2 separate regions of the Mus musculus genome follow, and region 1 is linked to region 2. Evidence: chromatin contacts called from public HiChIP or PLAC-seq data. All regions are on one chromosome and are shown on one strand. The core of a region is the stretch at or near the end of the contact, and the rest is flanking DNA. Distances in the headings are between cores, read along the strand shown.

Region 1 (6,822 bases), core at 3,815-6,314, 200 kb before region 2:
CTTCTGATGGTGATGCCCTCCAGGACCTAGTCCCTTCCCAATAGACCTCACCTCTTAAAGGTTTCATTATCTCCATATGGGCACACTGGCCCATTGGAGGACAGCTATGGCCAATCATAGAACACTGTGAATACTGATACAACTAAGAGACTTCATTCAGAGGTATCAAGTTGACTGAGAGCCCCAAGGTAATCCAACACAGACAACAGTTTACATATCTGGGCAAAGAAAAACACCACAGCCTATCAGCGATCTGCAAACATATGTCTTGTCCGTTTTCCTCAGGACATCTGTGCATCTCTGAGTACTAACAAGATTAATTAATCATAGCTCCTTACTAGATAGATAGAGAAGATATTGATGACCACATCACTGGTAAGGGACCCAAGCAGATTGGTTCACAGAGTCCTGATATGCCATTCTGGGAGCAGTGTGAGCAGGAGCCTGGATGGGACATAGACATTGAGTCATTATCCCAGAGCTGCTCCATCAACAGAATGTTAATCGACTGTGTGCACACCTCTTTCATTGTCTTATATTTGCTTGCAGCTGTTTTTTAACTTGACGATGACATCAAAAAATTTCAAGTTCTTCCTAACTTGGTGGCTAACCCAGCAGGTAATATTCTCAACCCACATCCTGTTGACCTCTCTTTCCCCTGCCCACTTTTTGGGTGGGCAATATGACAGTTCCCATGGTTGAGTCTGTGGTAGCGGATGTTGGAGAGCATGAACCTTTGAAGAGGTAATATAGAGATAATATCAGAGAGCTGTGGAGGGGGGGGGCTGAATATGAACAATCTGCAATGATATATGAATATGCAAAGGTCATGATGAGGCCTCTTGTTTTGTGTGCTCACTAAAGAACTAATTGAGTAAACAAGGAAGTATAGTATCTGCAAACACACAGGAGTCAGAGATCTCAGCCTTGCCTTTCTCCCTTCTGAGGATGGAATGAGATTGTGTCCATGCCTGAGCCATGTGTGAGGTGGGTGTATGTGACATCTCATGCTGCAGGCTCCACAGCATCCAGCACATGCTGGGAACTTAGCAAACTTAGTGGTAACAGAGGGCCCTGCTTTTTTCTTTCAGGTGACTGGCCTGACAGGGTCTTTCACGCTAGACATGGCTCCAAATGCATTTGATGATCAGTATGAGAGCTGTGTCGAAGACATGGAGAAAAAGGCACCCCAGCTGTTACAAGAAGACTTCAACATGAATGAGGAATTAAAACTTGAGTGGGAAAAAGCAGAGATAAAATGGAAGGAGATCAAAAATTGTATGAGTTATCCGGCAGGTTTCCATGATTTCCATGGGACAGCTTTAGTTGCCTACACTGGGAACATCCACAGAAGCCTTAATGAGGCTACTAGAGAGTTCAAAATAAATCCTGGTAACTTCCACTACAAGGCCTTCCATTACTACTTAACAAGAGCTCTTCAGCTTTTGAGTGACCAGGGTTGTCGTTCAGTTTACCGAGGTACTAATGTCAGGTTTCGTTACACTGGGAAGGGCTCTGTGTGATTTGGGCATTTTGCATCCTCTTCTTTAAACCGGAGTGTAGCTACTTCTAGTCCATTTTTCAATGGACAGGGGACATTATTTATCATCAAAACCTGCTTGGGGGCTCACATCAAACATTGTTCCTACTATACTCATGAAGAGGAGGTGTTAATTCCAGGCTATGAAGTATTTCACAAAGTCAAAACACAAAGTGTCGAACGGTATATCCAAATTTCTCTGGACTCCCCAAAAAGGAAGAAGAGCAACTTTAATTGCTTCTATAGCGGTTCTACTCAAGCAGCCAACGTTAGCAGCTTAGGTAAGACTGGGTCTGTATTAGAGATGGCAGGGGACCTCATGGAATGGAAGAGGGGGTGCTCCTTATTAGAAGCCACATAGTAGATCTTGCCCATGGCTAGGATGCCTGGAATGGTGAATGGTAGCATCGGTAAGCCCAGGGCATGTAGCTCAGTGACAGTGTGTCAGAAATGATTGAAACAGTGAACAACTTCAGGAAAAAGCTCTTACTAGGGGCTCCTCACGATGAGTGACATGTGTCATCTGCAGCTGTTTCTCCATCCTTTCAAACTAAAGATGCCCGTGTTTGGGGGGGTCTCCAAGCATGTATACCCATCATGCTTTGTGGCCTGAGTTCTCTTCATCCTTTGACCAGATATCTCATTCAATGCAAGCAAAGACTCCATCAATTTTGTCATGGTAATTACCTTTCAAGGCACAGTTCAAGTACCACTTATCATAGTAATCCTTCCTTAATACTTCCAGAGAAAACTACTGTACCATGCTCTCTGTCATAACTTTGGAGTCAGACTCAGAGGTTCTCTGGTTCAAACACCACTAGTTCTGTGAGACTCTTGGCAAGTTACTAGGTATCTGTGCCCCTGTTTTTTTTCCATTTCAGTATTAAAGACCCAAATAACAAATATTCTAGTAGTATTGCCATGAGAATTAAAAGAAATTCATTCAAGATATATTACTTGATATGTATATATCGTTTAACAAATGCTGTTTGATTTTAAATATGAAGGACACTGTTCACATCTCAGGTATTTGATTCTAATTCATATTGATGAGGAACTCAATACTTACAGAAAAATCTCTTGCTTACAATCTAGGGACCTTGTCTCCTATCACCCACCACTCAGGATCTGGGGATTGTCTGACTTACATCCTGGCTCCACCTAATGTTGTCTAGGATGTTAAGTTTGACTGAAAGCCCAAGGAGCCAACTTGAAATGAGTTACAGTTTGAGGAGTGTGCACAGAGTAGTCTTTGGTCTAAGTAGCCCTAACACTCTGAAGGGTTTCTGCAAACATGAGAAGTCTTTGGAGGCAGAAGTGAAACTAGGGGGAATTATCACAGGGATTTTATGTGCTTGCATAGAGACCTTTTGATTTTGAATCAGTCCCAGGGAAACCATGATATCTACCCAGGTACAGAGTCCACCAAGAAAGATGCTGCCCTTCTGGAGCAAATGGCCCATGTCCAGTCCAGGAAGGCTTGAAAGCCACAGATAAGCTCTAGATCACACCAGCTAGTATAGAATACATGATGCTTCAACAGTAGATCTTCAGAAGTTTTATACCTAGAATCCTCTTCTTAGGTGAAGAAGGCAAAGCCATGTAGGCTTTCTATCATCATCATCATCATCATCTTCTTCTTCTTCTTCTTCTTCTTCTTCTTCTTCTTCTTCTTCTTCTTCTTCTTCTTCTTCTTCTTCTTCTTCTTCTTCTTCATCATCATTCTAGACAGTATCTTAGAGCACAGAACCTGGGACATGGTGGCAATCCATCCATTAGCTCACTCTCCTGGAATCTGAGTACTTTATCAACAGTACTGAGTGTGCTGGAAGAGTATAACCAGGCACCCTATCCCTCTAGAGCCTACTGTCTTAGGTTTTGAGCTATATATAAAATTCGGGATGTTTAAGGGAGAAATTCATGTCCTGAGAGATCCCACACTGAACACTCTCTTTCTCCTTCCTTCTTCAGGATCCAGAGAGAGCTGTGTATCCCTGTTCCTTGTGGTTCTCCTCGGTCTTCTGGTCCAGCAGCTTACTCTTGCTGAGCTGTAGCCCTCTCCTGTGTGCAGTTTGTGGGTGTGAGTGTTAAAGGGAGGCCAAGGGGGCAAGCCCTGATTGGTTGTTTAAGAACTGTGGAAGGGGGAAGGGTGGGGTTCTTTGAGGGGAGGTCTGCTTTAGCATTCATGACATCTATAAGCATCCAAGGTATCTTCTGGGTCTGTCTTGAAACTTTGCACTTTGACTTCAAATTACGACTCTTTCCACACTTTGCTATGATCAAAAAGCAATGTTTATCTGCCTCGTCAGCAGTAAGAGATTTAAAGTATGCAATTCGTGGTGAATTTTATAATCTAGGGAAATAAAAATTTATAATCACAGCTTGCTTTATAACTAGATATTTCTATAAATTTTATTATTTGTCTGAGAAGCTCTTCTAAAGTATGAAATCTGATTCCCACACTTCTGCAGCTGAGAAAGTTCATATTCCACATTTCTCACAGACGCTCTTGCAGGACAAGTTCCATGGGCCATAAACATCAGTTTTGATCCAGTTAAAATCTACTCCCTACTCTACCCCATTAGAAATACAACCAGCTACTGAGCCCTGTCAGTTTACTTGAATAACCTTGATTGTCTCTAAAGACATAATTAAGCAAATTAATTTTTTGAGTCAGGGTTCCTCTGTGTAACACACCTGCCTGTAGTAGAAATTTCTTTGTAGAATAGGCTAGCCTCAAATTCACAGAGATATGCCTGCCTCTGCCTGCTGAATGCTGGGATTAATGGCATGTACCACCACCCCCTGGCTAAGGTCATTAAATTTTTAAAATTGTATTATTTCTGTATGTGCATGATGTGGGTGTGCTAATGCCTCAGAATGTGGGAAGGGATTGTTGGGAGCAAACAAAGAGACTTGTTCTAAGTGCTGCCATTTTGTTTTCCGACTCCACTTAATCATAGGGGGAAACTAAGTTCAAGGCCCCAGCCCTAGGGAAACTGGGGACTTCCCAATAGCTGAAGTCTGTTGTAAAGTGACAGTTGTCTGAGTTCAGCTATCTCAGGGGCAACTTCTCTGTTTTGCTGGCAGGGTCAAACTAAGTTCATATTCCCAGGCCCAGAAACCAACTCCTATCCTGACATAAGTGGAAACTCCCTTATGTCAAAATATGGTTGGAGAATGCTACAGTCCACCACACAGTCCCTCAATTTATGATTTCATTCTTTAAATATGCTGTCTGACTTCCCTTCAGGGTTGGAGTTCAGCTCCTGAGTCTGTTCTGCAGCCCTGATCTAGCCTTAGCAGCTTGATTACAATGAGTTTTTGTCATCTGCCTCAGCCTGGTGTTTGAGTTCTGTTGGATCTAAGCAGACCCCATAACAGGGTCAGAAGATAACTCAGGGCATCAGCTCTCTCCTTCCACCCTTATGAACGTTCCAGGAATCAAACTCAGGTTCTCAGCATACACAGGAAGCATTTTAACCGCTGAACCAGCTCACCTCCCAGACAGGCACATTTTGAGGCATATATGGGTCAGGAAGTCTGTGCCCTGTATTTACCAAGGGTGGGTTCAGCTCACGTGAACAAAGATTCCCTTACTCCCCCTTCCCCACTCTCCATGCATGAAGATAGTCCTGTCTTGTTTGCCAGTAAGCAACAGCCAATGTTTGAATTGTGCAAGATGAAACAAGGTGATCTGGTTGCAGTGGTGCTCGCCTTTAGTCCCAGCACCCAGGAGACGAGGCAAAAGAATCTTATGACTTTAAGGCCAGCCTGGTCTATGTAGCAAGTTTCCAGGGAGCCAGAGATACATAATGAAACCTGCCTTAAAACAACAACATTACAACAACAGCAACAAAACAAACAAGCACACACCAAAAAACCCCAGCAAAACAAAACCCCAAAAAACCCAGCAAAACAAAACATTGTCGATAGAGTCAAAAAAAACTGAACCACTCAGGCACAGACAGGAAGTGGATCACAGGGGTGGCCTTTAAAACTCAGGGTAGGAAAGTAGATTCAATAAATGGAATGAAGGCAACTGGCTCTCAGATCCTTACACGAGCCTGTTAAGTAACATTCATGGTAAACCACTGCTTGGAACAAGACTCCTATGCCAGGCCCCAGCTGACCAGTTCTTTCTTGCCTCTGAAACCAGTTCCCACTGCTCAGCAGGATAGCGGACTCCTTCTGTTTTGTGGAACAAGATGTTGCCTGGCTCTGGAGTAGATACTAAAAGGCCAATTTGATCTCTAAGCTAAACCTGCTCTCTCCCTTTCCCCCTCTCCCTCCCCTCCCCTCTCTCTGTTTTTCAAGACACCATACATAAGAGTCCTCCTGAAAACGGGCTGGAAAGGTGCCTCAGTGGTTAAGAGCACTGTCTGTTCTTCCAAAGCTCTGAGTTTAATTCCCAGCAACCACACAAAGGCTCTCAACCATCTGTAATGGGATCTGATGCCTTTTTCTGGTATATCTAAAGACAGTGTATTCACATTCATAAAATAAATAAATCTTTTTTTAAAGTTACCTGAAAAATTAAAGGTTTAAATGTAAAAAATTAACTTCTGAAATTATTACTAAAATGTAGAAAAATATTTATCATCAGAGCAAGGGGGGGGGGGTCAGGAGAGGCTTATTTCATCTCCATGCCTAATTCAGACCACCCACCCAGGGCTCTGTTCATAGTCCCTCCTGGAATGCAGGATGCTTGGGACACCAACACAACCATTCTCCCACAGTTTCTGAGGCAAGATAAGGGGACAATATACGAACGTGTGACTGGATCCCTGGGTCTTCCTTTATCACTGTTCATAATGATATTATCCTCTTCAGACACAGTTCAGTGATCAAAGCAAGTCACCCAGCTATCTCGAGCTTCAAAAAATGCCTTCAAGATGTCTGCAAGGGCAAGAAAGGGAGGTCACTTACAACAAACCTGATTCATTGAGAAATATTTCTTGAGACCACGAAAAGCACAGTCAAAGAGAAACAAAACCAGCACAATTATAACAATGTTGTGTTAATTAGTTTTCTTACTGCTGTGATCAGATAATCAACGGGAGCAACTTAAGGGAGAAAGGATTTATTTTGGCTCAATGTTCAGGGCATGAAGAGTTCATTAGTTGCCAGGCATAGTGGCACAGACCTTTGATCCCAGAGCTATGGCGGTAGGTGCAGACAAATCTCTGAGTTTGAGATCAGCCTCATCTACACAGAGAAATCCAGGACAGCCAGGGCTACATAAAGGGATCCTGTCTTAAAAACAAAACAAAGATTCCATC
Region 2 (6,481 bases), core at 979-3,478:
CATATACCATGTACATGCTCCTCTGAGAAGGACATCCTATCAGTCCCCTCTGAAAGAGTGAGAGCCCAGAGATCTGAAGCAAGGTGGACAGGGCAGCTGTAGGACAAGAGGTACCAGCCCTCAAACAGTCCAGTACCCAGTTCAGGCTTCCAAGAGTTAAGACCCACAGCAAAAGGGGGAGGCAGGGTCAGTGCTGGACAGGCAGGCCCAGAGCCCAGGGCCTGCCTCCCCTCCCCCTCCCCTAGGAACAGAGGCCACTTGTTTGGGCATTGGCGGCTGGCTTTGAGCTCAGCCAAGAGAGTGGAGTGGGGAGGGAGAAGCCCTAGAGAATATTAGAGACAGAGGTCCTAGGCCTGGATCACCACTAGCCAGTGCTAGGCTCTCCGGCTCCCCTTTCCTTCACTCTGACTCTGGGCAGGATTCACACTGGCCTGACTCTTGGTCTGTCCTTGGAACACAATGGCAGGCTAATCATCCCACCCTCGGATGTGGAAAGGGGACTCTGAAAAGGACGGAGTGTGGCAAAGTCAGACAGGGCTTGGTAGCAGTGCTAGAACTCCAGATGCCCATACCCCATCTTCATAGACGTCCATAGAAACCTGCCCTGAGCCTTGCCATTACCCGGAACTGACAACCAGGCTGGAAGGCACTGCAACTTGCAGCCCACATCTGAACCCTGAAGTCTCACAGAACACGGGGACTTGGATGAGGAGGAAACTTGGTGGGGAACACCTTTGCCCAGAAACTGACTCTCCTCTGCATGGTGGGGACCAAATAAGGAGGCCTGAACGTCCAAATGAAACCTGGGGCGTCGGGGCCATCACCTCCTCACAGCCAGCAGTAGCCTGCCTGGGACATCTCACTTGTACCCTATTCCAGTGAGCAAACGGTCACTGGGGAGCAGGGTCCCCAGGCCGGGGTCTAAATAAACTTTAGCCAGGTATAAATCCCAAGGATGGGTTCTCTGCACATCCTCCCTTGCCACCCCTTACAGCCACACCCACATCCCTTGCCTCTCCTCCGGAAGGTTATCAGTATCCCTGCTGTGCGGCACAAGCTCTGCCCTCACCTTGCAGCCAGTCTTAGCAAACAGCCACTTAACTACCAAGGCTCATCCAGGCATCCTCTCCTCCCCAGGTCTGCACCTGTCCACGCCTGTCTCTGGGTTCTGCTGAATTTCTTCTACCCTATAATGACGCTGCTAGGAGCCTAGGCTTCCCTTAGCAGGACAGTCACAACTTTCCAAGTACAGGTTATCAGGGTCCCCTGGACCCAACAGTAGTCAAATCCTTACCTGAGCATCCCCAAGTCTAACCCTGAATCCCGAACCCCCAGTCTAGGCATTAGGGAAGCTTTCCCTAAGACACTGAATTTAGAGAAACATAAGTCAGACAACCTGGCTCCTAATCACCCAGCACCCAAATCTACCCACGGAGATCTGTGTCCAAACACCTACCCGCCTCCTCCCCAAAAGCCCCCATCCCCCGCTGCACTGCAAACCTGCTCTAAGCCCATCCACCCATTCCCAGCCTGACCCCATTCAACGAACACACCCCTTCTTTCCTGGCAACTGGGCCAGGTAAGCTCTAGAGAAACCATGCCCCCATTAACTGGTGGGGAATTGAGGTGCGGAGGACGGAAGTAGCTTGCCCAAGGTTACCAACACCTCAGGTCCAGGGCTAAAGTCCTAAAGCTTTGCGAGGCTGTACCAAAGCCTCAGGTCCACGGCTAAAGTCCTAAAGCTTTGCGAGGCTGTAAGAATGTCCGGGGTAGACTAGGTAGAAGTCTTCATTTCTCAAGTGGGAAAGCCAAGCTGCCTGACGCTACTGGCTCCGGAGCCTGCAAGCCCTAAAGCAGAAGAGCTGACGGCTGAAAGCTGGTGTCCACCAGCTCACTTTCTCTGTCCCTACGAGTCTGGCTAGATGACTTCACCTCCAGAGGCGACCCCACTTCACTTCATCCCCAGGCAAGAGCGCGCACCAGATGACCCCGGGAAAATTGAGCGGGTGGGGGTGGGGGGCTCACCATTCCCTTCTGAGGAATGGGGGCAGTGCAAGCCACAACTGGCGATTGGGAGGTCCCAGCAACCTCACTGACCTGTTTTGAGCGAAGAGAACTCCACGAGGTGGGACTCGGGGTCCCGGTACCGTCTGTCACACGCGGCCGCAGCCAACTCGCGGCAGCGGTCCGGGCGCGCCCACCTCGCTCGGCGCTTCCGCCCGCCCCACGTGACACCGGGGGACGTGAGGGCGGGGAACGGGCAGGGAGCCGGCCGGTCCCGCCCCCAGCCTAGTCCGGATCTTCAATACCCTAGGCAGACCGGACCGCCGGGTTTGTGTCTCTCCTTTATCCTTAGCTTGCTAAGGCTTTGAGGCTCATGTCTAGTCTATCCTGTCCCTGCTGAGACTCCACGGATCCTTGAGTCTCCATGCCTCGACACCCCTGTTCTGGTGAGTCTATCCTCTGGGAGAGGACACACACACAACCATTGGAGGCGGGACAACCACCTTCCCTGGGAGTCCTGTGCACCATTCTTAGTACTCTGCTTCTGTCCCCAGGACTGCATCTCCCTGCAGAAGGCGCTGGGAAAGGCCCACCAGAGTCTGGCAGCTTCTCACCTCCTCCCCAGAGAGATGAAATCCCTAGACTTGGCAGGTATTTCTGGATCCTGAGGCTAGCCTCTGGGACCAGCCAAACCAGGGGCCTTAATTTAGCTGGGCTTCCATTTTTCCATAGGAACAGTGGGCATATTTGGAAGAACAGTCATCAGCAGGGTGGGTCAAGGGGCTTTTGCCCTGAAAGGAGGAAGATGCCCTTTAATCAGAGCCTATTACATGCCTGGTCCAGTGGTGAACAATTTGTTCTGATTAATTAAAAAAAAAAAAAAACTCACACTTGCATAAGGGTAAAAATTATCACCCTAGGTTATAGGTTAGGAAATGAGAGTCTGACATTCTCAGGGTGTTCTCAAAGCCATTATGGGCAGACCTAGGGCTGGATGTTCCAGGTGACAGGGTCCTGTCCAGGCCTCTCCACAGAAACTGTTCTCTGGGAAACACTTGACTGTTAGCCCAGTAAGGTTTTCCACTGGCAGGGCTTTCCAGGAGAGGTGAATAGGGTCAGATCTTGAGTTCTTTCCAGACCCCAAGTTCTTGTGGTGCCAAAAATACCAGAGAAAAGCAGGGCCTAAGACTAACTCTGGGACTCGGCATCCCTTGGACAGCAGAGGCAGCCCAGGCTTCCCTCTAGATCTCAGAGCAGCTAGGCATAAGTGAGGGTTGACACTTGGTCAGGGGACCTCACGATTCCTGTGACCAGCCTAAGGTCTTTAACACTAAGTGCAGTGGAAGTGTCTTCACCAGTACCCACCCCTCCCCCTCCTCCAGTACCCACCCCTCCCCCTCCTCCAGTACCCACACCTCTCCCTCCTCCAGTACACACCCCTCCCCCTCCTCCAGTACCCACCCCCTCCCTCCTCCAGTACCCACACCTCCCCCTCCTCCAGTACCCACACCTCTCCCTCTTCCAGTCCATACCCCCCTCCCTCCTCCAGTACCCACCTCTCTCTCTCCTCCAGTTCACACTGCCTCAACTCAGTTCTGAGGCCTTCAGCCCTAGTCTTTGACCTGTGAGTCCCTCCCCTTCTTTCTGTGATGACAGGAGCCAGTCAGAGTATGCCAGATCAACTGTTTAAAGCTAGCTTGGACCAGAAGTCCATCACACAGTAGAAGCCTGACCTCAGGTTAGACCAGCTCCTCTTAAGAGCCCTGAAAAAATGAGCAAACCACCTTTGTGACCAGAAAAATGAATGTGCAAATGAACGAAAAGAAAGGAACCACAGGAAAGGAGGGGGCAACAAGCTCCACCCTACGTTACAAGACGCCTATAGGGACAGCAGTCCTGTGAACAATAAGAGTATTAAGGAAAATAACTGTAGAACAGAGCAGCGTGGGGCTGAGCAGATGAGAAGCAGGCACAAAGAGCTGGCTGGGGCTGTGTGGTTCATTTATTGGGGCCATGTCCAGCCATGCCGCAGCCACCTGGGCAGGAGCCCAGTGCCCCCCCAGAAGGCAGGTGGGGGAAGGGAGGAAGTGCAGAAGGCTCAGTGCCCCAGGGTTCCACCCCAGTCTGGTCTTGGTCCTTGCAGAGAGCCGGTCACTCAGGTGAGCGAGGTGTCATCGTCGCTGCCCTCTCCTCCCGCACCGCCTGCCCGCTCCTCGCGGCTCTCTGTCACTGCACTCTCATCGATGTTCTCCAGTGAGTCTGCATGTTGCACCGACAACTCTGACAGCGCCAGGCTGGGCAATGGGCTCTGCTCCGGGTGCAGCCATGGCTTGAAATGAGGCTGGTGTTTCTGCTTCCACTCGGGGTACTTGATGCAGGCCTTGTACATCTTCTTCATGGCCTGTAGACCATTCGAACATTGTTAGGGGTGCCTGGAGGGCCACACCCCTCCAGAGCCCTCCTGCGGTGTACAGTAGTCCCCAGTGTCCCAACTACGGCCATGGGTAGACCTGGTTCATCAGCCATCACCCAGTGTTGACTCTGCCCCTGCCCTACTCCTCAGTGCTACCCCCTCCCCCATGTCCCAGAGCACACAGCCACTTACCTTGGGGGCCAGGAACTGAGATGACTTATTCACCACCCACTTGGGTAAGGAGCCTGTGGGGGCAGGGAGAAGCCCTTAGGCACCCAGCCCCACCCACTGCCAGCCCCCCTCCCTCTTCAGAGTTTGTGGGGAGGCCACCCCCTTGGCATTCCTTCTCAGATCCCCCAAGCTCATCTCTGGCCCCACTGTCTGTCTGCTGAGCTCCAGTTCAGAGAAGAAAACCACACGGCCCTAGGTAACCACAAGTGACCTGTGGTGTGACATTCTGACCTACCAAGCTCCAGCCTGTCACCTCCTTCTCCTCACACTAATAGCCTAGGTCTGTCCCTGAGGCTCAGCCTCTCTCCTGTCTGTCCTGCTGAGCCTCCTAAGACATCTTAGGCTCAGCACTCTAGTCTAGCCCGCCCTGGAATCCATAGGCCAGCTCTCCACCTGTCTCCCTCCAAGTTCCTGCTCTGTACACACAGAACACTCATAAAGAGCAGGGAACCCTGACCTAGGCTGCGGGGTATCCCTGTCAATGACAATCCTGTCTTTACGTGTTCAGTCACCAACTCACTCCACATTCTGTGACACCCACCCTGCACCTGTCTGGACACTCACAACAGGAATTCAGTGTGTGACATTTCAACACAGACTGGTGTTCTGCTGGAGGGGGATGGGCCCTGAAACAGGCAGCAGGCTCTCACTCTGGGAGTCAGGGACTCCGGGAGCACTGAGTAAGAAGCAGAGGTTCAGGGAGCTAGCTGAGGATAAAGGCTGGAGGGACATGGAGGTAAGAAGTGGAAGGGCATGAGGGGGCTAGAGATCCCCCTTCCCCGCCCTGGGCAGGGGCTCTGGCTGGACTCAGAGGGCAACAGAGTCACAGTGACATTTTAAGCAGGTGAGTCAGAGGAAGTAAGTGTTGTTTTTATCTCCTCTAGTAGCTTGTTTGGACAAACAAAGTGGCTGAGTACCAGAAGAATGATAGGCTGGGAGCTGTCAGAGGGTGAAAAGGTGAGAACAGGGGCTAAGTATGTTAACACGGGCCTGGAATTCCCAGCATGCGGGAGACAAAGTCAGGATGATGGCGAGTTCAAGACCAGCCTGGGTGAGTCAGAAGAAAGGGAGGGAGGAAGAGAGAGACTAAGTGCTACATTTAGGAGCTGACAAGGAGAAGCTGGCCCCAATTAACTAGCAAGTTCTAAACAAAGGGGACCAGAAAGCAAGCTACTGATCTGATGAAGGGTGGGTCTAAGAAGGGCAATGGTGAGTTCACGGTTGGGTACAACAAGTCTCAGGTGTCCAGAAGACATCCTGAGGAAGATGTCTAGGAGGATAACCACCTCAACAGAGATGAGGGCTCATCTGTCGCAGACGTGAGCTGAAAGAACAGCTTGGAAAGCTCAGGCCTCTGGGATGTGGCCGAAGGAGATGCGGTGGTGAGAGCAGGTCCAGGCTAGGAATGCTAGCACCAGGAAGGCAGTTCCAAACTCCCGAGAGGAGCACTGGCCGCCTCGTGGGTCCATTGCTTTCAAACCACTAGCTTTGGCTAGAGATCCCCCAGTACTAAACAGCTCCTAACAGACGGCCTTCAGATAGCCTGGCAGATCCAGTTCATTCCCTGTACAGGGAAGGAGCCCCTGCTGATGGACTGCAGGGCCAAGCCCTCACCTTTGGGGTCCACTTGGGCCAGGTAGGTGATGACGCAGCTCTTGGGCCCCGTGCTCTGGATGAGGTAGCCCGTCTGGATGGACACAGCTCGGACCAAGTCTTTCCGAGGTGGGTATTTCTGGGGATGGAAGGCACAGGGAGGTGAGACTTGGGTGGAGTCAGAGGGACTGCCTCTATAAGGTACACACACACACACACACACACACACACACACACACA

The links. HiChIP or PLAC-seq counts read pairs in DNA pulled down with a chosen protein or histone mark.
Region 1: a contact with region 2 is called in an H3K27ac HiChIP or PLAC-seq map of microglia, with 7 times the contacts expected there. The contact joins the enhancer-like site here to the promoter of Arap1 in region 2. A contact is called at or near these places in 3 of 115 datasets of contacts at active chromatin or transcription factors (the SCID.adh cell line, bone marrow-derived macrophages and microglia) and 3 of 9 other capture datasets (adipose tissue, macrophages and pancreatic islet).

The regions. Positions count from the first base shown.
Region 1 is chr7:101,549,548-101,556,369 of GRCm38.p6, reverse strand. It overlaps Gm19765 (predicted gene, 19765), which reads right to left. Exons shown (of 3, transcript NR_166075.1): 2 at 6,314-6,439. It also overlaps the pseudogene Art2a. Among named protein-coding and RNA genes, the nearest start is that of Gm19765, 5.1 kb to the right of the region's middle. Within about 2 kb of position 5,064, at least 59 of the 459 cell types and tissues checked have an H3K27ac peak or open chromatin away from gene starts, as enhancers often do. A contact at or near this core is called in the SCID.adh cell line, adipose tissue, bone marrow-derived macrophages and 1 more, where this site is marked.
Region 2 is chr7:101,343,816-101,350,296 of GRCm38.p6, reverse strand. Arap1 (ArfGAP with RhoGAP domain, ankyrin repeat and PH domain 1) reads right to left here and starts at 2,228. Exons shown (of 34, transcript NM_001040111.1): 1 at 2,098-2,228. Gm35219 (a long non-coding RNA gene) reads left to right here. Exons shown (of 5, transcript XR_003946844.1): 3 at 1-2,450; 4 at 2,559-2,655; 5 at 2,737-3,376. It overlaps Stard10 (START domain containing 10), which reads right to left. Exons shown (of 7, transcript NM_019990.5): 5 at 6,263-6,380; 6 at 4,610-4,662; 7 at 3,671-4,405. The coding sequence ends at 4,160.